2 separate regions of the Mus musculus genome follow, and region 2 is linked to region 1. A link is a contact called in public HiChIP or PLAC-seq data. All regions are on one chromosome and are shown on one strand. The core of a region is the stretch at or near the end of the contact, and the rest is flanking DNA. Distances in the headings are between cores, read along the strand shown.

Region 1 (4,353 bases), core at 1,590-4,089:
TGAGTAATTTTCCCTTTTACCTTATTTAAAATAGCTCTTAATGAATAACTCATGTTATCTCATTCCTGAAGTGTCAATTTAATGTGTAATTTGACAAATGCAAAAGTGAGTATTTTCATATGAATCATTATTGTTGATATTATGATCATGTGTGTACCTCCACTTTGCTTCCTTTATAGACTAGCATAGTGACAATGTCAGACTTGCATAGTGACAATCTCAGAAGTGGAAACAACAGAAAAAGGGCAGGGATGGGAGAAAGGAGGAAAAAGGAAGAAGGGGTAAGAGGAGAGGGAGGTGAGGGGCCTACATTGTGTGGGAGGTCACAACACACCACACAACTTCAAATAAGAAGGCTTAAGTGTGACTCTTACTCTGTGGTTTTTAATCAAGTTATTTTCACCTTCTCAATCTGTTTTGTCACACAGCTAATAGTGGCAATATCACCTACCCTAACTCACTGCCTTCTGACCAGGGAAATGCCTGCTAAACATGAGTAATAAAAAAAGTAAAAAAACCTTTCTTAAGCGCATCACATTAGATTTGAGACCTAACAATTCAATCACATCCCCTAAGTCCTAAGACTCACTGACTGGTGTAAGGCATCACTTGCAGACACACAAAGTCATTTGTATCTACAATATTTCAAAGTGGGAGTTGGTGGGGCTTTATAAAAAAATGACAAGCTAAAACTCTTAAGTAATGAATTCTTTTCTGTTCAACTAATGGCAATATTCAGATGAGGAAGTAAGATGTTTTAAAATTGGTCAAGAAAGCTGAAAAGCAGCTCAGCAAAATAGTTGGTCTCTGAGCTGAGTCAGGAGATGTGATTTCTAGTGTCAACTATTCCACTAATAACTGTTTGACCTTGGACAAGTCTCTGGGCTTCAGTCTGCTTATCTATAAAATGTCTACGGAAAATCGGAGATGAGATCAAAGTACAATTTAATCTGAGTCTCACTTTGGAGCGGCAGCTTGATAAAATAAATAAAATCAAGTTAGCTTGATAAAATAGCTCTACAGGCACTGCCAGCATTGGAACACTGGCTCTGCCACTAACAAGACTGATGTACACACACAGCATAAGGACAGCTTACTACAATCTCTGACCTGTTTAAAAGGCTTCACTGAAACATTAAGTCCTATAAAATGCAGATGTTTAGAATCCTCTCTGGGTATCCGAATCAAGACAGTACCCTTGTATTAGCACACTAGTTTCCTGTGAAAAGATCAAAACTCTAATAAGTTTTATCAAAAAGATATTTCATGCTAATATATTATAGACACCACTGAAAAGTTACTAATACTGATGTAAGAGCAGCTGCTCACTTAAGTATCAGAGTAAAATAAACTTGGGATGCTACTTGCTTTTTAAATCCACAACTAAGGACAATGTATAACCATAGTCTGTGACAATGTAAGTAACTTCGGAAATATGTAGAATTAGGAAACGTAAAGTGAACGTCTAACTCCTAGAAATGTGTAGTTCCTAAGTTAACAATCAACCAATAGGGGTTTCCCAGGCACGTCGTGTTTGCCAGAATCTGGGCACAGATGAAAACAGATACTAAGGTACAAGGCACTTAGTTAGACGAGTTCCCAAAACTTGGAGAACCCAGTGTGTCCTATTGTGCCATCGCTTTTCACACAGTAAAATCCACTTGTTTCCAATGTTTCCATTTCAAAATGTCCTTTTTGGCCCGTGTAGGACTGCTTCCCAGTGACCATCAACGTGGTTTAGTACCCTCACATCAGCTCCCAAAGATGTTCAAACCGGTCCCTGACATTAGGATCCTCACAGAACCTTAAGGGAGCAGCCTCTGGGATTTTATCCAATCTACAAGCGTCAGACATCCAACACCTGCAATAGACCATTCGCCCAGCTATGTCACCTCTGGTCACTAAACTAGCTGCACCGATTAAGTTCTTCCCCCTAAAGTACTGCTAGTGCAGGCAAACTCTACTTCTTCAAACGTCTGGTTTTTGCACTGGACAGTGGGCACTAAGGAAGGGGAAACTGATTGGTTCGTCGTTGCTGCCCTACTTCCATTTCAGGTCAAATGAGAAAAACTGTTCCCACAGAGAGAAGCAAGGGGGCCATCCGCGGGTCAGGAAGGTGGATGCCAAACTGAACTTTGGGATCAGGGACTGAAGGAACGTGACGGGATGTGGGGGCAGGGGAGGAGGGCGCGAGGCCAGCGAGTGTGGCTGGAGGAACCTGGCTCACTTCGCGGAGCAGCCAATGTAGGGCTCAGGCCGGCTGCCACCGCCAGGAGGTTGACCCGACCCAGCCGGGAGGGGAAGGGCCCTGCAAGCCGGGGACACCGACAAGGGCCAGCACCGGGACGCGGGGACCACGACCGCCTCGGGGCAGGCGGAGCGGACTCCAGGAAGGAGCGACAGCTCGGGCGAAGGGGAGCGGCGGCAGGAGGAGGTGGAACTCTGCCGAGTCAGCACCGCGCCCACTCGGTGGCACTTGTGGGAACCCGGCGGCTGCCAGCCCGGCCGGCCGGGCCTCGGCTCCGGTCGGGCCCAGCGCCGGGAGCGGCGTCGGTGACGGGCGGGCTGGCGCCGGCCGCTCACCCGCCTCTCAGGTAAACAGTGGGCGCCGCTTACCTCTGTTAACATCATTACACCCCGGGGGAGTGAGGTCCTCCCTAGCCTCGCCGCATGGCAATAGCCGTAGCAGCAGCGGAAACTGCCCGGGCCGCCGCCAACGGCGGCAACTGCTGCTTCAGTCCTGTCCCGGGCGGCGGCTTTACTCGGCTTCGCTGGCTTCCCCCCGGCCCGGCTGCTCGCGACGGACGCGCCGCCATCTTGGAAGAGCGACGTCCGCGTCTCCCCGCGACGTGCGCTCCCATTGGCTGGCGCGCCGGGCGCGAGCGTCTTGTGACTGTCTCCATGGCGCCGGCGCGCGCAGGGTCGGCGGCGGGGGCTGGGCCGCGCGCGACCCGGGACCTCCTCTGCGGGCTGGATCCCGGGCCACCGTGGTGGCGGGTTTGCGGGCTGGTGGCGCAGCGGAGGCTGGGTGCCGGCGGAGAAACTGGCATCTCGCGTCTCCCCGACCCTGTGGAGCCCGTAGAGTGCTCGGGACACTCGGCTGCGGTCCCCTCCGCAGCGCGGTGACCTGAAACTGCCGCCCGCGCCGCGCCTCATTCCGAAACTTCGGCCGAAACTTGCCTCTGTTGCTCCCAGCGCTCAGTAAGTCCTGTGCTGGGTGCGCGACAGGTTGTAGACGCGATCAGGGCAGATCGCCTTCACCCCGATCCTGGCAGAGTTAAGGGCTACTGCTTTGCTGATTGGCCAGAACCTGCTCAAGCCTGAAGGCTTAGTGTTTCTTTCATAGTCTTAAAAATCAAGCAGCTTTTGCCCGGTAGCTGTAGTCTCTATGGCTTTATTGGGAATTCAAAAAAAAAAAATATATATATATATATATGTTTATATATCACAGTGAACGCATTTCAGCATGTGTCTCTGTAAGTAGTTACGAATAAAATGAGACTGAACTCCGAAGTTCTGTGGCTAGAACTGCTGATACCGTGACAACTATCTCGGTCCACTTCTACAGGAATGACAGTAAAAATCACTCGCTTCTTCCTGAATTGCCCGTGAAGTAGTTTTCTTTTCATGCCTCTGCTGTTACAAACCAATTTACAGTGAAACTGAGAAGTGTTTGGGCTTGAAAAATAAAACACTTGTATCTCATTCTTACCGGGAAAAAAAAAAAAGAAGAAGAAAAAGTTTATAAAAGAAATTGTGGAAAACTAAAGCCAGTAGTTACTTCCTTTGTGATGGAATCTGCACTTAACAATGGTACTATTGTGCTAAATGTAATTTAAGGAGGTACTCATTCTCACCACAGTGAATAAAGCAAGTGCATTACAAACCCTGTGTTATCTCTATTCTGTTCTGTCCCCCAAAATAAAATTTCATTTAAGATGTCATACAGACTTTGAAGAAAAGCCCCGACTGCTCCATTCAGTGAGTTTATAGCAAAGTTGGGTTTTTTTGTTTGTTTTTTACTGGGCAACTTATATATATATAATTTTTCTGTTACTGGAACAAGTGCATTCTAACGTCTGCAATACAACCAAATATAATTGAAGCACTGGCAGATTAATCTATAAATAGGAAACAAGATTGGAAAATGCAAACTGTGTTAATACTGAGAGAAACCAAGAGAAGAGACAACAAGGAACCTGAAAGAAGATACTGTTCCATCCTGTAAATAAGAATGCAGAAGGTTCATTAATGTTTAAAATACCGACTATTGAATTAAAACTGTAATTTAGGTGGCTTCCCTGGGTATTCTGTTCCACTTTTTCCATCAATTTCCTTTTGTATAAGATGTTT
Region 2 (4,555 bases), core at 223-2,722, 110 kb before region 1:
GTGGGAGTGGGTGGGTAGGGGAGTGGGGGGGGGTGTAATGGGGACTTTTTGGATAGCATTGGAAATGTAAATGAGGAAAATACCTAATTAAAAGAGATTAATTCTAAAAAAGAAAGAATTAAAAAACAAAACAAAACAAAAAAACAAGAAATACTCTCCTGGCCATGGGATTGGACCTCTCTCTGGATGACTTTCACGTTTATATTTTACCTCCTTAATTCTATAGGTGATTTAACTTTTGAAATATAGCAGTAATAAGAACCTGGACTAAATTCACCGTGTGTGGCTTGGAGCAGGAAGTCTAGATGGCCTCTAACTGGTGGGTCTGCTTTACTGTGGTACAAAGGCAAGAGGCATTCAACAGAAAGCAAGCTGGGGCGTTTAACCCTGGCCTCTTTCCTGTATAGCAATATGCAGTATATGGTGATGCTGGGAGGCAATGCAAGCCACACCCACAAGCCAGTCACAGTCACAGTGACCAATACTCTGTACAGTGGTTACATTAATGTTTGGGAGTGAACTGAGCGCATTCTCAAATCACAGTAACTTCAACTTAGAATGCGTTAAAGGACATGATTCATTCTACCTCTGGTCATCTATGTCTACCTGAGGACATGATTCATACTACCTCTGGTCATCTATGTCTACCTGGCATTGTCGGAAAGCTCAGGACTCAAAGCAATCTTTCAAAATACCTAGGTATGTGCATCCAATGTTAGCTTCTAGGGTCTTCCCACATTCTCCAAAACGTCCACCAAAATTAGAGCTTTAGGAGGAGGAGGAGGTCATGAAGTCTACTCTAATCAAAGTCAATTCATATTACAAAGGACAGTGATGTAGCACAGTATGAGAACTTGCTAGCATTTACAAGGTCCTAGGTTCAGTTATAGAAACAGAAGGCGGCAAGGAAGAGAGGAGGGAAGGACAGAGCCTGACTACTCACACCGCAAAGCTCATCATGGACCACGAGCTGACCCAGTGTTCCTTTAAAGTCCTTTATAAACCTTTGTTTGGATACAATAAATGTCCTGAGATTTTGAGCTTTGCACACCACACGAAAGATCCACAGTCTCAAGTTACCAGTAATGGGATGAGGCACTGTTCTTGCTGGTCCTCAGTCTTGATGTAATGTGGCCAGTGCTTTTGGCTTAATCCCTGATCCATGTCAAGCTTCAACACCACCAGCTGCATTGAGAGATTGTGTGTGTGTGTGTGTGTGTGTGTGTGCACGAGCGCATGCTAGCTCTCACACACACATGTGTGCATCCTCCCCTATCTGCCTCCCTTTCCCTTCCCCCACCCTCTCTGAGCCTGGACAGCTGGGAAGACAGGCAGCCACAAACAAAGTAGGTTAAAAGGTGTAAAATTCGGTGGGAAAAAAAAAAAAAGATGACAAAAACAGGTGCCAAAGGGCTTTTGCACACAACTCCCCAGTTTCAGTTCTTTTTGTGTGATTAGCAGCGTGGCTACAGCAGGGCACATTTCATGCTTATTTGCTCTTTTGATGTCCAGGAAAGAAGAATTAGCACCTGCTGCTGAGACAAATCCAAGACAATCTTCATTGCAACTGTTCTATGCGAGGCAGAGTCCCAGATACTGGTCTTTTAGAAGCTCTTCAACAAAGATGGTTGAACCACGTAATGGTGCCCCTTATTGTGACATACCGGCTTGTGAGGTGACTATCTGAAGCCTCAGCGTTCTATTAGGAAGCTGTAAGCTTTCACGACCATAGCATTGACTGGCTTGTCACAATCCAGCTGTCTTAAAGATGTTCTGATGATTCATAAATTCTGAACCCACTCTGAAGACAATAGCTCTACAATTCTTTCCTATGCTAGTAGGCATTGGCCATGTCACCTGCACACCAACCCTCAGTTGCTGTATGGCTGTTGTCAGGACCGGCGGCTGTATTTATGCCTCACCTCTTCTGGAATTGGTCTAGGAAGTATCCTTGTTGCTTGGCCTAATCTCTGGAACCCTTCCTTTCTTGCCTGCTCAGACTTGCTGCATGTGTTAGCAACCACCCGTGGAATGTCCACCATGGCTGCCCAGGATCATTCTATCCTTCCTACACCTTATGGACTCTGGGTCACAGGGCTGTCTCTCTGTGCTAGCATTCAAATTTCTGATACCATTTGTTCTCAGGATGCTGGGATGGCTCGTCTTGACCTACTCTGGCACGATAGCCTTCACCTTTTGGATTCAAAGCAGTAGAATTTAAAATAATCTATTGAGCATCAGATACCCCATTCTTCTCTTAGTAGCCTAGCATGCTGTGTCCCCTTCCTTCTCTTGGGGCAGACTTTATCCCAGAAGGTTCTCTGTCCATGCTGGGATTATAGCTCTGGCATGTCTGCTCGCTTGTTCAGCCCTCAATTCAGCTCAGACGCAAACTAAACATCGTTGGTCTTCTCTTCCTTCTGCTATTCCAAGTAAACCACCTTAGAAATTTCGTTTCTTCTTGAAATTGGAGCTCAGAATGTATAATGTTCATAGAAGTAAGTGCCTGCTACAGTTTTACCTCTGACAATTATTAGAACTTGCTTCCTTTCTTTCCAAATTATTGGAGTGGGGTAAGAACTGATAATACAAAGAGGACGATCCATTCCTGACACTGCACACAAGGTGATGATGACATCATTGCCTCCAGCACACTGTCACCTCAGATTCATGAAACAGCCAAGCACTTATGTTCCTCTCTCATGGCCTTTGCTGTCAGGCTTTAATGGCCTGGGTTTACCTCACTGTTATTCAAAATCCAGTCTCATTCCTTACGAGCTAGGATTTCAACCTGGTCCTGTTTTACATACTATTTATAGGTAGAGTTATGTAGTCACCGAGAACAAAGTGGAATTCTGGATGCACCAAGTCTCAGCAACATGACTTTGAACAGGTTGCGTGTCCTGACCCTGTAATTAAGTCTCTGAAGGTACAGAATAGGACAATACTAACATTCATCTCATGGTGATCCTTTCAATGACATCTGAGATAAAGTGTGCAAACCATTTGAATGTCAAAACTCAAGAAATATTACCACGTATGATTAATCATCAGTCAAAACTCTAAAGGGCCACTCTAAACTTCAGTGTTAGACGATGCAATGTTCTTCTTATGAAATGTTAAACTGAGTCCTTTCAAGTTTAACCTCGATGACTACACCTCCATAGAGATAAATGGACTCTGAAAGTAGAAGGCTAACTCACTCACTAGTCCTGCAGTTAACAGCAGAGGGTGGCCTCTGTGTACCGGCTGCCAGGGATAGACATTTTAAATACTTTACTGCTTAAAAATTTGGTAATTTACCCATGCAATAAATCTGTATTTTACCTAAAAATAATCTGTACATCAACAAATACTGAGAAAGTACAAAGAGCAAAGGGCAGTGCAAACATCACTTACAAACAAGGGTAAACCTGGCCTGGCAGAGAATACCTCTAATGCCAGCAGAGGAAATATGACCTCTGAGTTCAAAGCTAGCCTGGTCTACAAAGAAAGTTTCTAAACAGCCAGGGCTAAAGAACCCCTATATCAAAAAGCCAAAGAGGGTGAGATGTGGGCAGGGGATTTCTCTCTCTCCCTCACACTGACAGGAGAATAACTCCTAGGGAAACAGAGGGAGGGAGAAGTGCCAGGTCAGGATAGCTAGGGACGTCATGTCTGTCAGGTGTCATGTGCCTGACAGACTGACAGCTATCCAAGATGTGCCTGTCCTCCAGGGACCTACTGCAGCAATCCTGCTGGTGAGAAGTCATTTTTGGACCCATCTCTGCTGGGCAGCACATCTCCTATGTAATTGTCCTGTGACTAAGATTTTATAGTTTGGAAAAGTTTGTCCAAGACAATGCCCCCCATTATTTCATCTGGGCAATGTGGTTTAGCAGCCACTCCCTCACTTGCCTTGGGGATTTCTCTTGTAAAAACATTCTAGTAACCTGCCTGAGAATGATTTTTGTCAGTGACCAGAGACCTCACTGTTATCCTGGACATTGTCCTTTTATGATGCCTGCGGCCTCAGTGGGTGAAACAACTCATATGAACTGTGAATAGCAGCCATAGTCAGGAAGGGACAGGGTCTCAGTAAGACTAATAAAGGATTGTCTTTCTCCAGAATGACCCTGCAGCAGAAGGGATTAGTGAATTTTTAAAAGCTTTTCCTTTTTTCTTTTTATCCTGTCCAGCTCTGCTCTGGCATCTGAGGTTAGGAGACCCACACATACCTCTCTCTGTCCCAGCTGCAGTTTACCAATGAAGTAGAGAACGCATGCAACCCTTCAGCCCTGTGCTAGTCACCATTTGGGGTTAGAGAACCTGCCCACACTTGATCCTTAGCTATGGAGTTAGCCATAGCTAACCTGAGGTTGAGGTTGGGAGTATACTCACACTTTAGCCACAACTCCTAGTCACCATTTGAGGTTTGCAAGTACATCCTGATTCTGACCCGCACACCACATGGCCCTCCTAGTCCAGGACATCAATCAGCCAAGACACAGACCCACAGGCCCAGTCTCCACCCAGCTCATGTTCCTGTACTTCACGCCTTCTTTTTGCTTTGTTT

The links. HiChIP or PLAC-seq counts read pairs in DNA pulled down with a chosen protein or histone mark.
Region 2: an H3K4me3 HiChIP or PLAC-seq map of pro-B cells shows a contact between it and region 1, with 2.5 times the contacts expected there. The contact joins the enhancer-like site here to the promoter of Snx13 in region 1. A contact is called at or near these places in 6 of 39 promoter capture datasets (the 3T3-L1 cell line, 3T3-L1-derived adipocytes, the HPC-7 cell line and 3 more), 10 of 484 Hi-C or Micro-C datasets (the HL-1 cell line, the MNK3 cell line, adipose-derived mesenchymal stem cells and 7 more), 9 of 115 datasets of contacts at active chromatin or transcription factors (the 230-238 cell line, acute myeloid leukemia, bone marrow-derived macrophages and 5 more) and 1 of 9 other capture datasets (adipose tissue).

Annotation. Positions count from the first base shown.
Region 1 is chr12:35,045,675-35,050,027 of GRCm38.p6, reverse strand. Snx13 (sorting nexin 13) reads right to left here and starts at 2,839. Exons shown (of 26, transcript NM_001014973.2): 1 at 2,617-2,839. The coding sequence starts at 2,631.
Region 2 is chr12:35,154,233-35,158,787 of GRCm38.p6, reverse strand. No RefSeq gene overlaps it. Among named protein-coding and RNA genes, the nearest start is that of Mir680-3, 38 kb to the left of the region's middle. Within about 2 kb of position 1,472, at least 17 of the 459 cell types and tissues checked have an H3K27ac peak or open chromatin away from gene starts, as enhancers often do. A contact at or near this core is called in pro-B cells, where this site is marked.